2 separate regions of the Astyanax mexicanus genome follow, and region 1 is linked to region 2. A link is a contact called in public Hi-C data. All regions are on one chromosome and are shown on one strand. Each heading gives the region's core, a stretch centred on a gene start, on an enhancer-like site or on the middle of the called end of the contact. The rest is flanking DNA. Distances are from core to core; before and after follow the strand shown.

Region 1 (4,066 bases), core at 900-3,399, 160 kb before region 2:
GAATACTGTCGTGGTTTGTTCAGCCGTGGTTTTATGTTTTTTGGATACAATCGGTTAGCACCCGAACATCCCTTTCAGACAGCTTCCTCTTACAGCGTCCACAGTTAATCCTGTTGGATGTGGTTCGTTCTTCTTGGTGGTATGCTGATGGTGGGATCCTGGTATCCTGGATACCGTGGCTCTTGATACATCACAAAGACTTGCTGTCTTGGTCACAGATGCTCCAGCAAGACGTGCACCAACTGTTTGTCCCCTTTTGAACTCTGGTATGTCACCCATAATGTTGTGTGCATTGCAATATTTTGAGCAGAACTGTGCTCTTACCCTGCTAATTGAACCTTCACACTCTGCTCTTACTGGTGCAATGTGCAATTAATGAGGATTTGCCACCAGGCTGATTTAATTTAGCCATAAAACCTTCCACACTAAAATGACAGGTGTTTCAGTTTCATTGTCCAACCCCCGTACATATGCATGCAAAGTGAATTAAGGAGCAATTTAGGACCATGCTCATCAGCATAGATACACAGCTCTAAAAAAAATAAGAGACCACTTAAAAATGACGAGTATTTTTGATTTTCTTTGACCAAATTAAAAACCTCAAATATAATCAAGATGGATGATCACAAGCCATCAAACTAAGCTGAACTGCTTGAATTCTTTCACCTTGATTGGCATAAAGTTTCCAAAAGTAGTGTGTAAGACTGGTGGAGGAGAACATGCCAAGATGCATGAAAACTGTGAATAAAAACCAGGGTTATTCCACCAAATGAATATGATTTTAGCTACGTGACTCTTTACTATGTGTATATCTGTGCTGCACATCCACACATTGTGTTTGAAAGCGTAGCGTTTCAGTGTTCAGTGTTAAAGCACAGATATTTGCGCTGGAACACAGAATCTTCTTGCTATATTTACTTTTTTCGTATATGTATATTTACTCCCACGTCAAACAGCTCTGACCAATCAGAGGACACAGCCTGCACATGTGGTTTATTGGTGCGCATTTTGGTGCTTTTACATTTATGTCTGTATGAAAACAGACCAAACAGAGGGAGAAACACTCCATGTAGACAAACTCATCAACTGATTCAGACTAGAGAAACGTGTGAACGCCTCTAGAGTCTACGCCTTGATGGGTCCAAGCTGTTTTGACATCACAAGGGTGACCTACACAATATTAGGCAGCAGGTTTTAATGTAATAGCTGATTTAGTGGAAAATGGATGCATTATTTTTGACTGTGCTGATTGTAGCTGTTCTTTTATATTAAATTCAGACACTGTGAATTGAATTGATTCTGGACCAACACAGCAGGGCACAATTCTAACCAAAGGGCAGATAACTGTTTCAATAGAGCGCACCCATGTTCCCTGCCATGCATACATTATCTCTGTGCATGTTCTGAATAAATAAATCACGCTTCACACAAAGTGTCGTTGCCTCCAGCGAAAACTGGTCCTGGTCCTAGTCTGTGTGAGTGTGTGTGTGTATGCATAAGGGCCAGATGTGCCTCCAGGGCACCATTCTGCATCCACAGATCTGTGTCCAGGCCTGGGAAGTGCCAGGGCAGTTGGCACTGCCACGCTAAGAAGGGGGTCACAGCCGAGTGTGTGTCATACCCTGACTCACTGAGCTAACAAACACTAAGGGTAAAATCAACATTTGGACAATGCCAATGTGCTGGTTGTGCCAAGGTCAATATGAGTACACACACATACACACACACACTGCTGAATGTATACTTTTATTTATCACATTTCAAAGAGTAAAATAAAATAAAGGCCCAAGTTCAAAGGCGGCAACTTGTTAAGAACTTTAAGGTGGACAGGATGAAGATTAAATATGCTTCAGATTGCTGCAGGCGAATTTTCAGTTTTTTACTTCAGCTCTCTTGACGAAAAACAAACATCATACCTCTCCAAATTAAAGCAAAGTTCTGCTTGTTTTCTCATTGAGAAAAAGACTTTGGCAGAGGAAGTGTTTTTATAAGAGCTTTGGGCCGCAGCTCAGCTCCGAACATTCACACCCACATGAGCAAAATGCCTTCAACCAGCCCTCTTATTAACTGCCCTCCGTTTGGATGGAGTGCAGAACGCTAAATAGAGTGAGGGGAAATAAGGACACGAACCGAAAACTACACTGCAGCTCACCTACGCTCTGATTCATTTAACTCTTCGGGTCCTATCTAACCCCCTGTGTGGAGTGCGTCACGATGCTCACTGCTATCTTACACCCTGCGTAAGGTGCGTCACGATGCTCACTGCTATCTTACACCCTGCCAACAGCCTACATCACTTTAAAAAGCTACAGTGTGTGTGTGTGAATATGGTGAATATGGGTGATCTAGAAGTGAGGTTTGTTCAGGTAAATTTAAGGCGTATTGCTATCTTGGCAGCGATAACAGAAAACACAGGTGCGCCACTGACTGAAGACAACCTAGACTGACTTCAACAGAGAGACGTTTATTACTATCTTGGCAGTGAATTGTCAACACAGGCTCATGCCCAACAGTGCACAAACCCATAGCGCTTGCCTGTTGGCAGCTATACAAACTCTTACATCAACAATAAAAAAAAAAAATAAGAGCGCAAACAAGCAGGTCAGTTTCCTCTGCTGAGAAGCTGCTGTTAGCTGCGCCCCTGAAATAGCAATGCACCGAAGTCAGAGCACACCTGGTTCCTTAAACAGAACGAAATGTCAAGTGACACACTAATTGGTTAATTGCAACTAATGCCCAAAACACTCCCATGATTAATTAAGAGCCATGCACTTTTCTCATTGTTATGATAGCAAAGACTGTTATTTTAAGCTGCTTGTGTTGGTTTGAATCAATACGATTGATTAATGCCTTTCAGATGTTTCAAACTGATGTTTGTGAGGCACAGAAGCAAAACTGCTGTTCTGGCTTTTTAATTATAGCAATAAAAAACATAAAATATCATTGCTAAACACTGTCATGCCAAAAAAACATGGGACAGAAACTAATATAATGTCCCATGACTTCTGTACTACAGTATTTGTACTGTATATGCATGTGGTACCTCCTGTATTAAACATGGATTTTTGAGATTTCATCCAGAGTTGCTTATCTGCTGGCATGGACAATAATAGCCAGAATCTCGATCATTATCACCCACAGTGCTAGGAGTGGGCGATATGCCCCCCCAAAAAATATCACAATATTTCACTTTTTTTTTTCTCGCAATAACAATACTCTTGATTTTTTTTTCAAGTATACACTACTGCAACAGAATTAAATCTTTTTTTTTAAATTGCATACAATATGATATGGTACACCCCTAACTGAGATATAAAACAAATACAAGAATTTCATCAGACTTGTAACAGAAGTCAATGGTCCAGAATATCATGATACTTATAATGCACTCCAAATATCTCCATATATCCATAATTAAAGTAAAATCAGTAGATATATAATAGAAAATGAGAACAGTGTGATGTACAGTGTATAATATCCTTCACAATATTAAAAAATGTTGGTGATATTATGACACACCCCTACACAGCCCTGTCCACTCTGGGTGGTATTGGACAACTTTAATGTGGAAATGGAATGTCTCACCTATTTGGTCCTCTTTTGAAAACTGATAATTTCCAGTGCCTTGCAAAAGTATTTGACCCCCTTGAAATTTTCAACCTTTTGCCATTTCAGGCTTCAAACATAAAGATATGAAATTGCTGAAAACTGCTGTCCATCCAACCTCACTGAGCTCAAGCTGTCTCAGTCTCTTGATGTGCAAAACTGATAGATTTATAGCGACTTAGCGACTTGCAGCTGTAATTGCAGTAAAAGGTGGCGCTACAAAGTATTAAAGCAAGGGGGCAGAATAATATGGCATGCCCTCCTTTTTCAGTTTTTGATTTCTAAAAAAAGTTTAAAATATCCAATAAACTTCGTTCCACTTCGAGACTGTGTCCCATTTGTTGTTGATTCTTTACAAAAAAATGACAATTTCATATCTTTATGTTTGAAGCCTGAAATGTCGCAAAAGTTTAAAAAAGTTCAAGGGGGCCGCATACTTTTGCAAGGCACTGTATGTCGT
Region 2 (3,502 bases), core at 413-2,912:
TAGCAATTTAGTTAATAAGTTTGCTTAAGTAGCTAATGTTTATCTTGCCATTCTTCACATTTTCTTCAAATGTAGCTAATTTAAAAAGGTACAAACATGTAGAAAATGAATAAAATGTATGTAGAAAGCATCTAGTTAGTAGTATAGCCTACATACACTTTCACTAGGAAGACTAACCTAAAATAAAAGCCCTCCTGCTGCTTAAAAACAAATCATGTTTTATGATTAAGCACTTAAACATACTTTATATTTACATGTAGTTCTTTTTCTACAGAACGTATATATGCTCATATATGCTATAACTGCATATATAACCTGCTACCTCACACTACATGTTCACCACAATGAACAGACACAATGTCAGATTTTTACTGTTATGATATATTGCTTTACTAATGTAAATGATTTGCCATTTCTGTACAATGTTCTACTGCAATATGTGTATGTCTTTCTAAGATTGAAAAAGGTAACCTATCCAGTAGGGGTGGGCAATATTATATTGTATACAATATATTGTGACACAGAAATATCGTGATATTAAAAATCCATATCGTGATAATAGAGATGTCCTGTCTTAAAAGTAGTATATTATTTACTGTGAAGCTTTAGGTGTATTTATTGTATAATTGTTTTAGTTTGCAGTTTATATGCATGCACTAAATATTCTGCAATATTTGTTGCTGCATTATATTATTTTATGCTATATTATTTATTTTGCCACATTATGATTATGCTGTTAATATTCTCTTATACTATATTCCTGAAATTAATTAATTATTTTTCTGTTTTCCTATATCGGCAAGTAATATATCGTTATGGCAAAAATACCCTGAAATATCGTGATATTATTTTAGAGCCATATCGCCCACCCCTATTATCCAGTTAATGTTTTTTTACATTTTTAAATTAATTTTAATCCACTTTACTCTCTACACCAGTGAACCCAATCCTTTATGTTCTGTTTTAGACCCTTTAACTACATCTCTTGCATTGTTTACTACCTTAACTTGTGGTTTAACCATATTTGCCTTTTTTGTCCACAAACTGTAACTTTTAATCCCCTTCTTATGTTACTAAGAGTGTGTTCTGGTGTATGTAGCTAGGTTTGCTAGCTAGGCTGCCTACCTTTAGTGAGGAGAATGGCCATGGCACACAGCTCCAGCTGAAACCAAAGCGAAACCAGGCTGGAATGGCGATCCATTGAGCAACGGCGACTCTTCCCAGCCCTTCAAGCCCGCGGCAAGACCCTCCAAATCGGTTTGTGGTGAAGACCTGCTCTTTACATGTGCCTTAAAGCCCACATATCACTGCATTCCCTTAGATCCGCGGCTCACATAGCGTCCAAACGGAGACCGCACACTCAGAAGAGCTCCTCCAGCAGCGGCTCTCTCCGCGGATCCATACAGTACAGCAGAGCGGAGCAGATCAGTCCAGTTCTTTAGCGAAGAAATACGACTATATTCGGAAACCACGCCACAACGACGCAAAACTAGTCCGTAACACGTAACGGCAGAAACTTTCACAACGTTAAAGAACGTTTCTGAACACTTAAACAACGGGAAAAGCACGAAAAAGACGATATTTAATCCAAGAGCGACCTCGGCTCCACAGTACAGCTCACAGTACGGCTCTGAATAGTCAAATCCAGCAGCGCCAGGCCACAGTTATGAGGCTCCGCGTAGCCACGCCCCCGTGGGCGCTGATTGGACGCGCGTGTTGCTTTCTTTGCATACTCTTTACAATGTAAAACCACGGCTCTGAACCAACTCTGATGAGACTCCGCGTCGCCACGCCCACTCGTAACGCTGATTGGACGAACCTCGGAACCTTATTTACATACGTAAAAGTTCGTTGGCGTTCAGGTTAGACTTGGTTATAGATTATGAGACCAGACGGTGGAAATAGTAAAATTAATACAAATTAAATTTAATATATATGAATATTACTTTACAACCATCCGGTAATTTATATATGTTATATATTATGTATTTTTTAACTGTTAAAACATAAAGGTGAAGGTAACATGTAAGCTTAATTATTAATTAGATTTTTAGATTTATTATTTTTTTTATGTTTTGTAGCTAGGTAAATTATAGTCGTTAGCTAACTAAACATATATGAATGTAGCTTAACTATCTAAAATCCTGCTTGAAAGGTAGGTAGGTGGGTAGTTTTAGCTTTAAATCAGTTAAATATGATAAGTTAAGAAAGTAATCATTCTTTAAATTAATTATATAAAGTACATAAATATTTTTTTCTGGCTACTGAAGTCTCGAAAGGTCGCGGAAAAACGGATGTACGGACTGGGACGAAGCGGTTAGATAAATTAGCAATCCAAAGAGACACATGGCGCCAGAGAGACGACACACACAGACAGGGCCACTCAATTACCCCCAAGACAATCCCATGCAAAACACACACACACACACGGCTCCGATCGATATCTCCACAGCCCGAGCAGTCTGTTCATATGTTTATCATTCAGTTAGGACAGGACGAGTCCTACTGTTTGAAGCTGAGGGACAACATCGGTGCCAACAGCAGACAGCTGAAGTTAAACTATTACAACCTTACAAAAAAAAAAAAAAAAAAAAAAAATATATATATATATATATATATATATATATATATATATATATATATATATATATATATATATATATATATTTTTTTTTTTTTTTTTTTTTTTAAATATAAAGGAAAAGGTGGCAACTCTCTAAATGTCAACTTTACAGGGTTCATATAAGACTAGTAGTATAATTAAGATGATACATTATCTATACATAAATTATCATATATTGTATTAAAACTATTTAAAAAAAATAATAATATTATTTTATTAAGCATAAAATATAAAGAAAAAAGTGACAATACATGCAGTAATAAGAATACTCCACACTCATGTTATAAATATTGTTAAATTTTTAATTAAGACATGGCTTTACTAATATATAATAATTAAGATAATAGTAACTATTATATATTTAAGCATTAAAATAGCAGTACAAAAATGGGGAAACCAGGGTGACAAATACTTAAGTCAAGTAAAAATCATAGAACTAAAAAAATCAGACTAATTTAGCCGGTGAATTTTCACGCTTATTTTGAGTTAAAATGACTTAAAATAAACAAAACTGATCAAGATTCTTTAAAAAGCTACATAATCTTATAATGCTTAGTAAGGCATAAATATTTCTCCTATAAGGGAGAAAAATAAGATGTACTGCTTTGAAATGAGATGATTTCACATGCCAAATTTTAGTTGTTTGCAGTGTACTGCTTGTATTAAGCCATTTTTACAAAGCAACTTCACACAGATGCAGGTGCCCTAAGCCCTCAGTTAGCAACCCAGAGACTACAGTGGCACAAAAAAATCTCCCTCAGAACAAGAAAAAGAAACCTGGAGAGGAAGACCCATGTGTCTACTATCTCTTAATGAAGACATAGGGCTCATGAAGTGGTAAATAAAATGCAGAATTGTTTAAACAAATACATAAAATGT

The links. Hi-C and Micro-C count contacts between places; a contact is called where the count stands out from the background.
Region 1: a contact with region 2 is called in a Hi-C map of muscle, with 16 times the contacts expected there. The contact joins the enhancer-like site here to the promoter of bambia in region 2. A contact is called at or near these places in 2 of 3 Hi-C or Micro-C datasets (both in muscle).

Annotation. Positions count from the first base shown.
Region 1 is chr15:35,238,449-35,242,514 of AstMex3_surface, reverse strand. No RefSeq gene overlaps it. Among protein-coding and RNA genes, the nearest start is that of LOC103037561, 24 kb to the left of the region's middle. Within about 2 kb of position 2,149, the one cell type or tissue checked has an H3K27ac peak away from gene starts, as active enhancers do.
Region 2 is chr15:35,073,884-35,077,385 of AstMex3_surface, reverse strand. It overlaps bambia (BMP and activin membrane-bound inhibitor (Xenopus laevis) homolog a), which reads right to left and starts at 1,662. Exons shown (of 3, transcript XM_007259650.4): 1 at 1,126-1,662. The coding sequence starts at 1,201.